Regions from separate parts of the Mus musculus genome. Here all the other regions are linked to region 2. The links are chromatin contacts, called in public promoter capture Hi-C maps. All regions are on one chromosome and are shown on one strand. Each heading gives the region's core, a stretch centred on a gene start, on an enhancer-like site or on the middle of the called end of the contact. The rest is flanking DNA. Distances are from core to core; before and after follow the strand shown.

Region 1 (2,827 bases), core at 205-2,704, 360 kb before region 2:
TCGCTGAGCTATCTCGCCAGCCCCGAGTTCTTATATTTAAAAGAATCATTTTAAGGGAGTTCACACATTCAGGCACCATGGTTCAGCAAGCTCCTTCCTGCATGCCCAAGTGTTTTTGACATAATTAGATCACATCACACACCATCCCAGTTAGAGCAAAGCAACAGTGCAGGATGGTACAGGAAATCTTGAAGTATAAAATAAGCCCTCCCCTACCTTTGCTAGAAGTCTTAGACAAGAATCCTTTAGGGAGGTAGCTGCCCATCGTCTTTGTTCCCACGCTATCCCTCCTTTCTCCTCTGACCCCTCCATGCCACCTTTTCATCCTGAGCCTCTTCCCCTTCATCTCCCGTTTCTTCTACAGGGGGACTCCCTGGGGGCTGGTAGCCCAAAGCTGCCACTACAGCCGCCATGGGGGATTCAATACCTCATTCCTGGGTACAGGTAAGTAGCCACTTTTTCTTATTCTCCAACCAAATAGGTCACACACACATACGACTACAGTCTCCCTAGATGCCTGGTATTTCCACAGGCAACCAAGAACGGAAGCAGGGGGAACAGGAAGCGGAGGATAGGTGAGGTCTACACCTCCCCCTTAACAGCTGCCAGCACCTTCTGACACTGCCTAACACTACTCCTCCTGCTTCCTCCTAAGTCTGTGTGAACTGGATACCAGTTTCCCCCACACATCTTTCTACCTAACGTCGTATAAGCCTTCTTCCTTGTGGCTTGAATTCTGGTGTTTTTCCCCTCTGTCGTGCTCTGAGTACTTAAGTTTGGACACCGTGGTAACTGTCCCAGCCTTAAAACCCAACAGGTGTCTGTACATTACCCTGCACCCACAACCTTGAAGAATTGTCTCAGCGTAATTCCCCGTTAGCAGCTCTAACACACGCTTCATCTCCCTGCCCACCAGGTCGGCCAGTGAGGATCGGGTCTTGTTACTGGATGGGTCTGGGGAGGAGCCTACACAGACAGGTGCTCCAAGGGCCCAGGCGCCACCCCCCCAGTCCTGGACGGTGGGTGGGGACATAATGAACGCCAGGGTCATTCGAAACCTGCAGGAACGCCGCAGCACCAGGCCTTGGTAACCATGGCCAAAGCTTAGTCCTCAGTATGGATGCATTCATTCACTCATTCATTCAACAGGCCTGTCAGCCTCAGATCCTTTGTATCGTTATTTTTAACCAGAGCAATAAAAGTATTTATTTGTTATCACTATAGCTACCGACAAAAAGTGACTTGTCATTATTCAAATTCACATGCCCCTCAGTCTCTCTCCTGAAACTATATTCAGTCCTACCTCCCCTCATTTTGCTAGGCCTGACAAGAGGCTGCGCAGGCGCCCTGGGAGCGCCCCGGCCCGCTGTGCGCAAGCGCACTCCCGCGTAGCGGCGCCTGGGCTGCTGCGGGCCCGCTGTGCGCAGGCGCACGGTCTCTCCGTTTTCCTCCCTTAGCCCCGGCCCCCCCCTCCCTCCTTTCCCCTTCACGAAGCCGGCTCCGGGGCGCGCTGCCCGGCGAGGAGACGGAGACGGGACGCGGGAGGCGCCCGTTCACTCCCGGAACACCATGTACCGTCCGAGCCCGGGGGCCGCCCGGCGCCTCGGGCCCTGCCTCCGCGCCTACCAGGCGCGACCCCAGGTGAGGAGGGGCGGGCGGAGACCCTCCTCAGAGCCGGCCGAGGGGCGGGGCGCCGGGCCGCGCAGGCGCAGAGGCCCCCGCCGCCCCTGACCACCCGTGTGCTGCACGTGTGAGGGGCGCGGGGCCCGCTAGGGCCGGCGTTCCCGGTGAGGTCCGGGGAGCGGCTATCCCGGGTGGCCCCGGTCCCCGCCGTTCTTACCTGTGCCTGGAGGTGACTTGAAGGGCAGGGCAGAGAGGCCGGAACTGCGGGCCTGTGGTGCACCTGCAGAACGGTCCTGCCCGAAAGGCTGGCCGCTGCACCGGGTCGGGCTCCGGGGGACGGCGGGAGCACGGCCACGCCCCCGGCGACGGGGAAGGCTCCCAGAGGGCTCGGCCAGGCCCCATGGACCCCCTGCCCCTGGGGTTCCTGGGCGCCAAGGGACTTGGAATCAGGCTTGACCTCGGGTGACCTGCCATCCTTGCAGTAGCAGCGTTAGTGACCGAGTTCACCCTTCAGCAATCGGCCCGATTGTCATTTAATGGTGCAGAAAATGATAATATAGAATATATATGTAATATATAATGATAATAGCTTCCGTTTATGTACTACTTTATGGGTGACGAAGTTTATACATTCATCATCCTGTTATATAGGCCTCTCCTCTATTTACTGGAAACTGAGGTGCAGGCAGAGTGCCCAGAGGTTCCAACAGAGTCAACTCAGAACTATTCACACCTTCACTTGGATGTTCTTTGCCCTGCACAGCTCTATTTCAGAATCCTGATACATGTTATATATAGATCGCATCATTTCTCCCATGGAGCAGTAAACCAGGATAATGATGGAATCATAGGTGTTCTTTCTAAAGTTGGGGACGGTGGCCCTGGTGCTGTTGTCCTCCTGCGCTCTTTCCTCATGTCTCCCTTTCCTCTGGTAAACTCTCTTCTGCAGGTAGGACTTGAAGCTTCTGATCAGCCCAGCTGGGGTGGAGGAGCATGAGCTGATTTCTTGTTCCTTTGTTTGGTTTTGTTTTTTAAAACTAGGTCTGTGTAGCCCTGGCTGGCCTGGAATCCATGGTAGCCCCTACACCACCATGCTTAGATGTCTGATTTTTTTCTTTTTGTTCTCTTTTCCCTAGGACCAGCTCTCTCCTCGACCTCTACCATTCCCCCCGCTCTGGCCCCACTCCACTCCACCGACTTCTCC
Region 2 (3,256 bases), core at 190-2,689:
AAAACGTGGCTTTTATTTTTCCATTGGAAGCACCATCCTGATCGACTGTCAGTTCCCAGCTAAGAAAACCAGGGGGCAGCAGAGAGCACAGAGCTCAGGCTCTGCCTAGAAGTCCAGGTCTAGACAAGCAAGAACAGGCTGAGTGAGGTAGGAGTGTGCTTTCTGCTGATCAAGAGAAGCGAAGGGACAACATAATGACTGAACAGGGACCACAAAGTGGAGGGAGGGGGGGTTGCAGAGCATAGACACTTCCAACATAGAACACAATTCAAACAGAGACTGAGGAAGGGAACTAAGGGATTAGGGAAAATTGAGATTCTAAGCGGGCAGCCAATGAAAAAGGTGGGCTTTGGTGTGCTCTGTGGAGGCTCACGTTCCCTAGGGTCCCCTATCTATACTCTTCCTGGGGTGGGTCAAGGTCTGGCTCCTCCTGAGATTCATGGTCCATCTCAGGGGCAGGAGGCCAGGGGTTTTCTGGGGGCTGGGTTCCTGCTGGCCAGGGGTCATCAGGCAGAGGAGGTTTAGGGGGATCAGTGCTTGGGGGCTTTGGGGGCCAGGCACCACTGTCAGGAAGATCTCTCCAGGGACGGTTGGAGCCTGGAGGCGGAGGTTCATCAAACAAAGGAGGCGCCCCAGGCCAGGGATCACCAGGGATTGGGGGTCCCAGAGGCAATGGTGGGGAGTCCTCCTCTTCGTGGGTGTCTGTAGATCCGGGAGAAGGGTCGCCATTGCCTGAAATGCCTGTAGAGGAGGAAGGAGAATAAGAGATACAGTCGCAGAACACTTCCCACCCAGCTTCATACCCAAAGGTTGAGCCTCACTTAGACTAGCACAGCCTGAGCCCCAAAACAGATCTCAGAGTGACCCCCAAAGTGCTCTCCATACATTTCCCAAACACTGAGGCCATCTTCACACGGTGTGAAAGCCCTAGGCTCATCCGGACCACTGACACGATCATACTTCCAAATGGTTCTCTGTTCAACCTTGGTTGGGATACTCCACTGGAACCTCCCCCAGGGTGGTCTGCACTGGAAGTGGTCTTGGCCCCACCTGTCACTCAGGCGCCATCTCTGTAATAACCAGCCCTCAGTCCCAGTGACTCCCTAGGCCTGGTGACTCCACACAACTCTATCGCATCCCTCCACCTGACCCAGCAACATATTCAGAATCAAGGTGCCCCTGCCTGCAATCCCCTGAGCTTCCCCACTAAGGACACTCCAAGAATCCCTTCTGCTCTGCGTTCCTCTTACTCCTTTCCTCCTGGGGGCGTCCCCTCCCTAAGGGTGGGTCATTTCGACCATCTCCATCACCCCAGCTGTGCTCCTGGCCTATTCTGACGACTCACCTCCTGCACACAGGCAAAGGACCAGCAGGCCTAGCAGCTTCCAGGTGAGCATCATGGCTGTCTACTGGCCCCCAAGGCGGGGTGCTCCGAGTCTAGGTGCTTGAGAACCTAAGAGGCTTTATAGCAGAGGAGGTAGAGGGGGTGGCCAGTCTGTGGGGAGGGGCCAGCTCAGCACCCTAAGGAATCCCTACCAGAGCCTAACTGGTCAAACCCGTTTACAAAGAACCTGCCAGTAAGCATCCCTCTTTTCTGTCCCCCAGTCCCGGGGGCCGGGGGCAGCCGGGTCTATCAGTGACCCAGACCCCAGGAGGCTCCACCCTTGTTTTCACACCTCCTCCATCCACACCCGGCAGGAATCAGGACCCACCTGTCATCTTTATAATCACAAGGAAGGCTACCTTTCATCCGTGATAGTTATTGGAAGCCACAAAATGGGGGCAAACCTCGCGTGGGGAAGCTTGGTAATTAGAGGCAGAGGCGGGACGCCTGGGTCAGAAAGCACCCTCTAGACTGGCATCTCAGCCTCGGAGCTCCGTCCCCCCACTCCCCTCTGGACCATGCTCTCTGGCATGTCACCTCAGTCAGTCACTGGGAACTTCCCAGGCAGTGACATCTAAGGAATTCCAGGGGGAGCCACCTGGGTGACGCGGGAAGCCAGGATATCCTGGTTCCTGACCCCATGCAGAGGTGACTGCATCAACACCAAAGACTCAGGAAGAGCTCCCCTCCCCCACCCCTGCCCTTGTAACCCTAGAAATCTTCCTTCTTCAGGATGGCCCTGAGCATCAGGGTCCTTAAGACACACCCACCACCACCACCACCACCACCAAGAGAGATTGCTTCAGAAGGCTTGAGAGTGTCTGGACTACAGCTCCAATCCCCACACATCTGTCCCCACCTGGTCGGTTTGGGATTCTACTTATGGCTGATCAGGGAAACTTGGTTTCCACTTGATAGCCCTGGCCCCAGAGCATCCATCTTGATCCTGGACCATCTCCCTCAGGCTCCCAAGGTTTTAACCCATTGTTACTCTTCCTCCCTCCTCTCACACACAGATTTTTTTTCTTCTTTCCTTTCTTTCTGGTCTACAGAGTGAGGTCCAGGACAGCCAGGGCTACACAGAGAAACCCTGTCTTAAAAACCAAAAAAAAAAAAAAAAAAAAAAAAAGAAAAGAAAAGAAAAAGAAAATGTGAGTGTTTTACATACAAGTGATGCACAGGGAGGTCAGAAGGCATTGAATCCACCAGAACTGGAGTTATAAACAGTTGTTCGACTCCATGTGGTTGTTAAGATTTTAATCTAGATCCTCCGGAAGAGCAGCCAGTGCTTAGGACCACTTAGCCATCTCTCCAGTCCATCCCAAAGCCCTTCTGGAACTGTGCCCTGCCCCTGCCAGGAACCCCCTGCCGTCCATCACAGTCTGGAACTGTGCCCTGCCCCTGCCAGGAACCCCCTGCCGTCCATCACAGTCTGGAACTGTGCCCTGCCCCTGCCAGGAACCCCCTGCCGTCCATCACAGTGGCCCTGGCCTAGGACAGCATCTGCTGAGATTCCTTGAATGTTGACTGTTTAGTATCTTGCTCCAGGCATTCATCAACACCCAAAGAAAGTGAGGACAAAGGAAACTTGGTCTGGGTAGCAGTGGCACAGGCTTCTAACCCCAGCACTGGGTGTGTGTGTGTGTGTGTGTGTGTGTGTGTGTGTGTGTGTGTGTTTGAGTATATGTATGTGTGTGTGTGAGTGTATGTGTGTGAGGGTGTATATGTGTGTGTGTACGTGTGTGAGTGTATGTGTGTGAGAGTGTGTATGTGTGTGTTGGGGGGGTGCACAACACAATAGCAGGCAGATCTCTGAGTTTGAGGGCAGCTTGATTCAAGGAGTGAATTCTAGGATAGCTAGGGCTGCACAGA
Region 3 (3,128 bases), core at 138-2,637, 330 kb after region 2:
AACCCTAAGCCATTTCTCCAATCCTCAAAACAATATTTTAAAATTTTGTCTTAAGACAGAAATCATCAATGTGACTGCTGGGAATGTGGGGATGGACTCAGGGGCTCACACATGCCTGCAAGCAGCTACCTGAGCTGTGTCCCAGGCCTTCCAATAGAGAAGCACTGCTCAGATGTCCTTTGTTGGGCAGTGGTAGCACACACCTTTAATCCCAGCACTTGGGAGGCAGAGGCAGACGGATTTCTGAGTTTGGGGCCAGCCTGGTCTACAAAGTGAGTTCCAGGACAGCCAGGGCTATACAGAGAAACCCTGTCTCGAAAAACAAACAAACAAACAAACAAAAAACTGCCTTCACCTGTGTAGAATTCTGAAGCTCCCTCTGTACAGAGCATTGGAAGCCTGGGGTGTACATTTGGGGTTACATGATCTTGGGGTTCTAAGAGAATACCCCCAAATCATCTTCCAGACCTGGAACATTCTAGGACAGGGTTCTCAACCTTCCTAACTCCATGACCCTTTAATACAGTTCCTCATGTTGTGGTGACCCCAACCATACAATTATTTTCGTTGCTATTTCATAACTGTAATTTCGCTGCTATTATGAATCATAATGTAAATATTTGTTTTAAATAGAGGTTTGCCAAAGGGACCTTGCCCACAGGTTGAGAACTGCCGCTCCAGAGAGTAAGGGGACACAGTTAAGATTGTTACACACCAGGATGCCCCAGATTTGGGGAGAGGGCACTGTAATGGAACTTCTTGACATGAAACTGGCAGATGAAACTGGCAGAAAAAAAAAAAAAAGCTGGGCAGTGGTGGCACACACCTTTAATCCCAGCACTTGGGAGGCAGAGGCAGGCGGATTTCTGAGTTCTAGGCCAGCCTGGTCTACAGAGTGAGTTTCAGGACAGCCAGGGCTACACAGAGAAACCCTGTCTCGAAAAAAGCAAAAAAAAAAAAAAAAAAAAAAAAAAACTGGCAGATGACCAGAAAATACAGATATATTGGAATAACTGTGACTTGAACCCCCAAAGACAAGAGAGGAAATAGGCCTGAAGGGGCGGCAGGCATGTCAAGCATCCAGAGCCCTGGGTTCGAACCTGAAAAAACAAAGGTGCCGCTAACCACATGTGGCTTCGGAGCCCTCCAGACATGACCATGATCGACAGAGAGGGAAATGTGCAGAGAAGCCTGTGAGCAGTCAAGGGTGCAGAAGTGATATAAACCATCACTCTTCAGGGAACCAGGCTTCCAGTCACAGCCCAGCTGCACCCTCTCCACGAATTGCTCGGCCGTTCACTGGAACTCCTGGGCCTGACCCAGCTCCCTGCTAGTCCCTGCGGCCCACAGTTCCCCGGACCCGACTCCCTTTCCCAGAACGCAGTAGTCTAAGCCCTTAGCCTGCGGTTCTCTCCTAGGCCCCAGCCTTTCCTGCCTTCGACTGAAACAGCAGCATCTTCTAAGCCCTGGGGGCTTCCCCAAGCCCCAGCCCCGACCTAGAACCCGCCCGCTGCCTGCCACACTGCCGCTTCCTCTATAAAGGGACCCGAGCGCCAGCGCCCAGGACCCCGCACAGCAGGTGAGCCTCTCCTACCCTGTCTCCTTGGGCTTACCCTGGTATCAGGCATCCCTCAGGATCCTACCTCCTTTCTTGAGCCACAGCCTTTTCTATACAACCTGCCTGGATCCCCAGCCTTAATGGGTCTGGTCCTCCTGTCGTGGCTTTGATTTTTGGTCTGTTCCTGTGGCGGCCTTATCAGTCTCTCTCTCTCTCTCTCTCTCTCTCTCTCTCTCTCTCTCTCTCTCTCTCTCTCTCTCTCCCTCTCTCTCTCTCTCTCTCTCTCTCTTTCTCTCTCTCTGCCTCTGTTAGCCATTGTCTGATTCTATGGTGGAGCTTTCCTCTTCCCCTCTGTCTCTCCTTATCCCTGCTCACTTCAGGGTTCCCCTGCCTGTCCCCTTTTCTGTCTGTCGCCCTGTCTCTCAGGGTGGCTGTCTCAGCTGGGAGGTAAGGTCTGTCTTCCGCTGTGTGCCCCGCCTCCGCTACACACACACACTCTCTCTCTCTCTCTCAGCAGGTTCTCCACATGACACTGCTCGGCCGTCTCCACCTCTTGAGGGTGCTTGGCACCCCTCCTGTCTTCCTCCTGGGGCTGCTGCTGGCCCTGCCTCTAGGGGCCCAGGTGAGGCAGCAAGAGATTGGGGGTGCTGGGGTGGCCTAGCTAACTCAGAGTCCTAGAGTCCTCTCCACTCTCTTCTGTCCCAGGGACTCTCTGGTGTCCGCTTCTCCGCTGCCAGGACAGCCCATCCACTCCCTCAGAAGCACTTGACCCATGGCATCCTGAAACCTGCTGCTCACCTTGTTGGTAAACTTCTGCCTCCAGAGGAGAGGTCCAGTCCCTGCCTTTTGTCCTACTTGCCCAGGGGCTCAGGCGATCTTCCCATCTCCCCACACCAACTTTTCTTACCCCTAAGGGCAGGCACCCCACTCCCATCTCCCTACCAACCATCCCACTTGTCCAGTGCCTGCTCCCTCAGGGATGGGGACCTCTGATCTTGATAGCCCCCCAATGTCTTGTGCCTCTTCCCAGGGTACCCCAGCAAGCAGAACTCACTGCTCTGGAGAGCAAGCACGGATCGTGCCTTTCTCCGACATGGCTTCTCTTTGAGCAACAACTCCCTCCTGATCCCCACCAGTGGCCTCTACTTTGTCTACTCCCAGGTGGTTTTCTCTGGAGAAAGCTGCTCCCCCAGGGCCATTCCCACTCCCATCTACCTGGCACACGAGGTCCAGCTCTTTTCCTCCCAATACCCCTTCCATGTGCCTCTCCTCAGTGCGCAGAAGTCTGTGTATCCGGGACTTCAAGGACCGTGGGTGCGCTCAATGTACCAGGGGGCTGTGTTCCTGCTCAGTAAGGGAGACCAGCTGTCCACCCACACCGACGGCATCTCCCATCTACACTTCAGCCCCAGCAGTGTATTCTTTGGAGCCTTTGCACTGTAGATTCTAAAGAAACCCAAGAATTGGATTCCAGGCCTCCATCCTGACCGTTGTTTCAAGGGTCACATCCCCACAGTCTCCAGCCTTCCCCACTAAAATAACCTGGAGCTCTCACGGGAGTCTGAGACAC

The links. Capture Hi-C pulls out chosen DNA fragments and counts their contacts.
Region 1: a contact with region 2 is called in a promoter capture Hi-C map of pancreatic islet. The contact joins the promoter of 2310061I04Rik here to the promoter of Psors1c2 in region 2. A contact is called at or near these places in 2 of 39 promoter capture datasets (the SN4741 cell line and cranial neural crest), 1 of 484 Hi-C or Micro-C datasets (CD4 T cells), 1 of 115 datasets of contacts at active chromatin or transcription factors (embryonic stem cells) and 1 of 9 other capture datasets (pancreatic islet).
Region 3: a contact with region 2 is called in a promoter capture Hi-C map of liver. The contact joins the promoter of Lta here to the promoter of Psors1c2 in region 2. A contact is called at or near these places in 1 of 39 promoter capture datasets (liver), 2 of 115 datasets of contacts at active chromatin or transcription factors (memory CD8 T cells and pancreatic cancer cells) and 1 of 9 other capture datasets (liver).

Annotation. Positions count from the first base shown.
Region 1 is chr17:35,896,005-35,898,831 of GRCm38.p6, reverse strand. 2310061I04Rik (RIKEN cDNA 2310061I04 gene) reads left to right here and starts at 1,454. Exons shown (of 6, transcript NM_001033630.1): 1 at 1,454-1,641; 2 at 2,760-2,827. The coding sequence starts at 1,570. It overlaps Atat1 (alpha tubulin acetyltransferase 1), which reads left to right. Exons shown (of 13, transcript NM_001142744.1): 11 at 365-444; 12 at 533-575; 13 at 917-1,237. The coding sequence ends at 1,091.
Region 2 is chr17:35,531,384-35,534,639 of GRCm38.p6, reverse strand. It overlaps Psors1c2 (psoriasis susceptibility 1 candidate 2 (human)), which reads right to left and starts at 1,439. Exons shown (of 2, transcript NM_020576.2): 1 at 1,346-1,439; 2 at 1-741. The coding sequence starts at 1,400. The coding sequence ends at 389.
Region 3 is chr17:35,203,610-35,206,737 of GRCm38.p6, reverse strand. It overlaps Lta (lymphotoxin A), which reads left to right and starts at 1,387. Exons shown (of 4, transcript NM_010735.2): 1 at 1,387-1,579; 2 at 2,076-2,180; 3 at 2,264-2,363; 4 at 2,589-3,128. The coding sequence starts at 2,085. The coding sequence ends at 3,001. Mir6974 (microRNA 6974) reads left to right here and starts at 2,181; the gene lies at 2,181-2,263.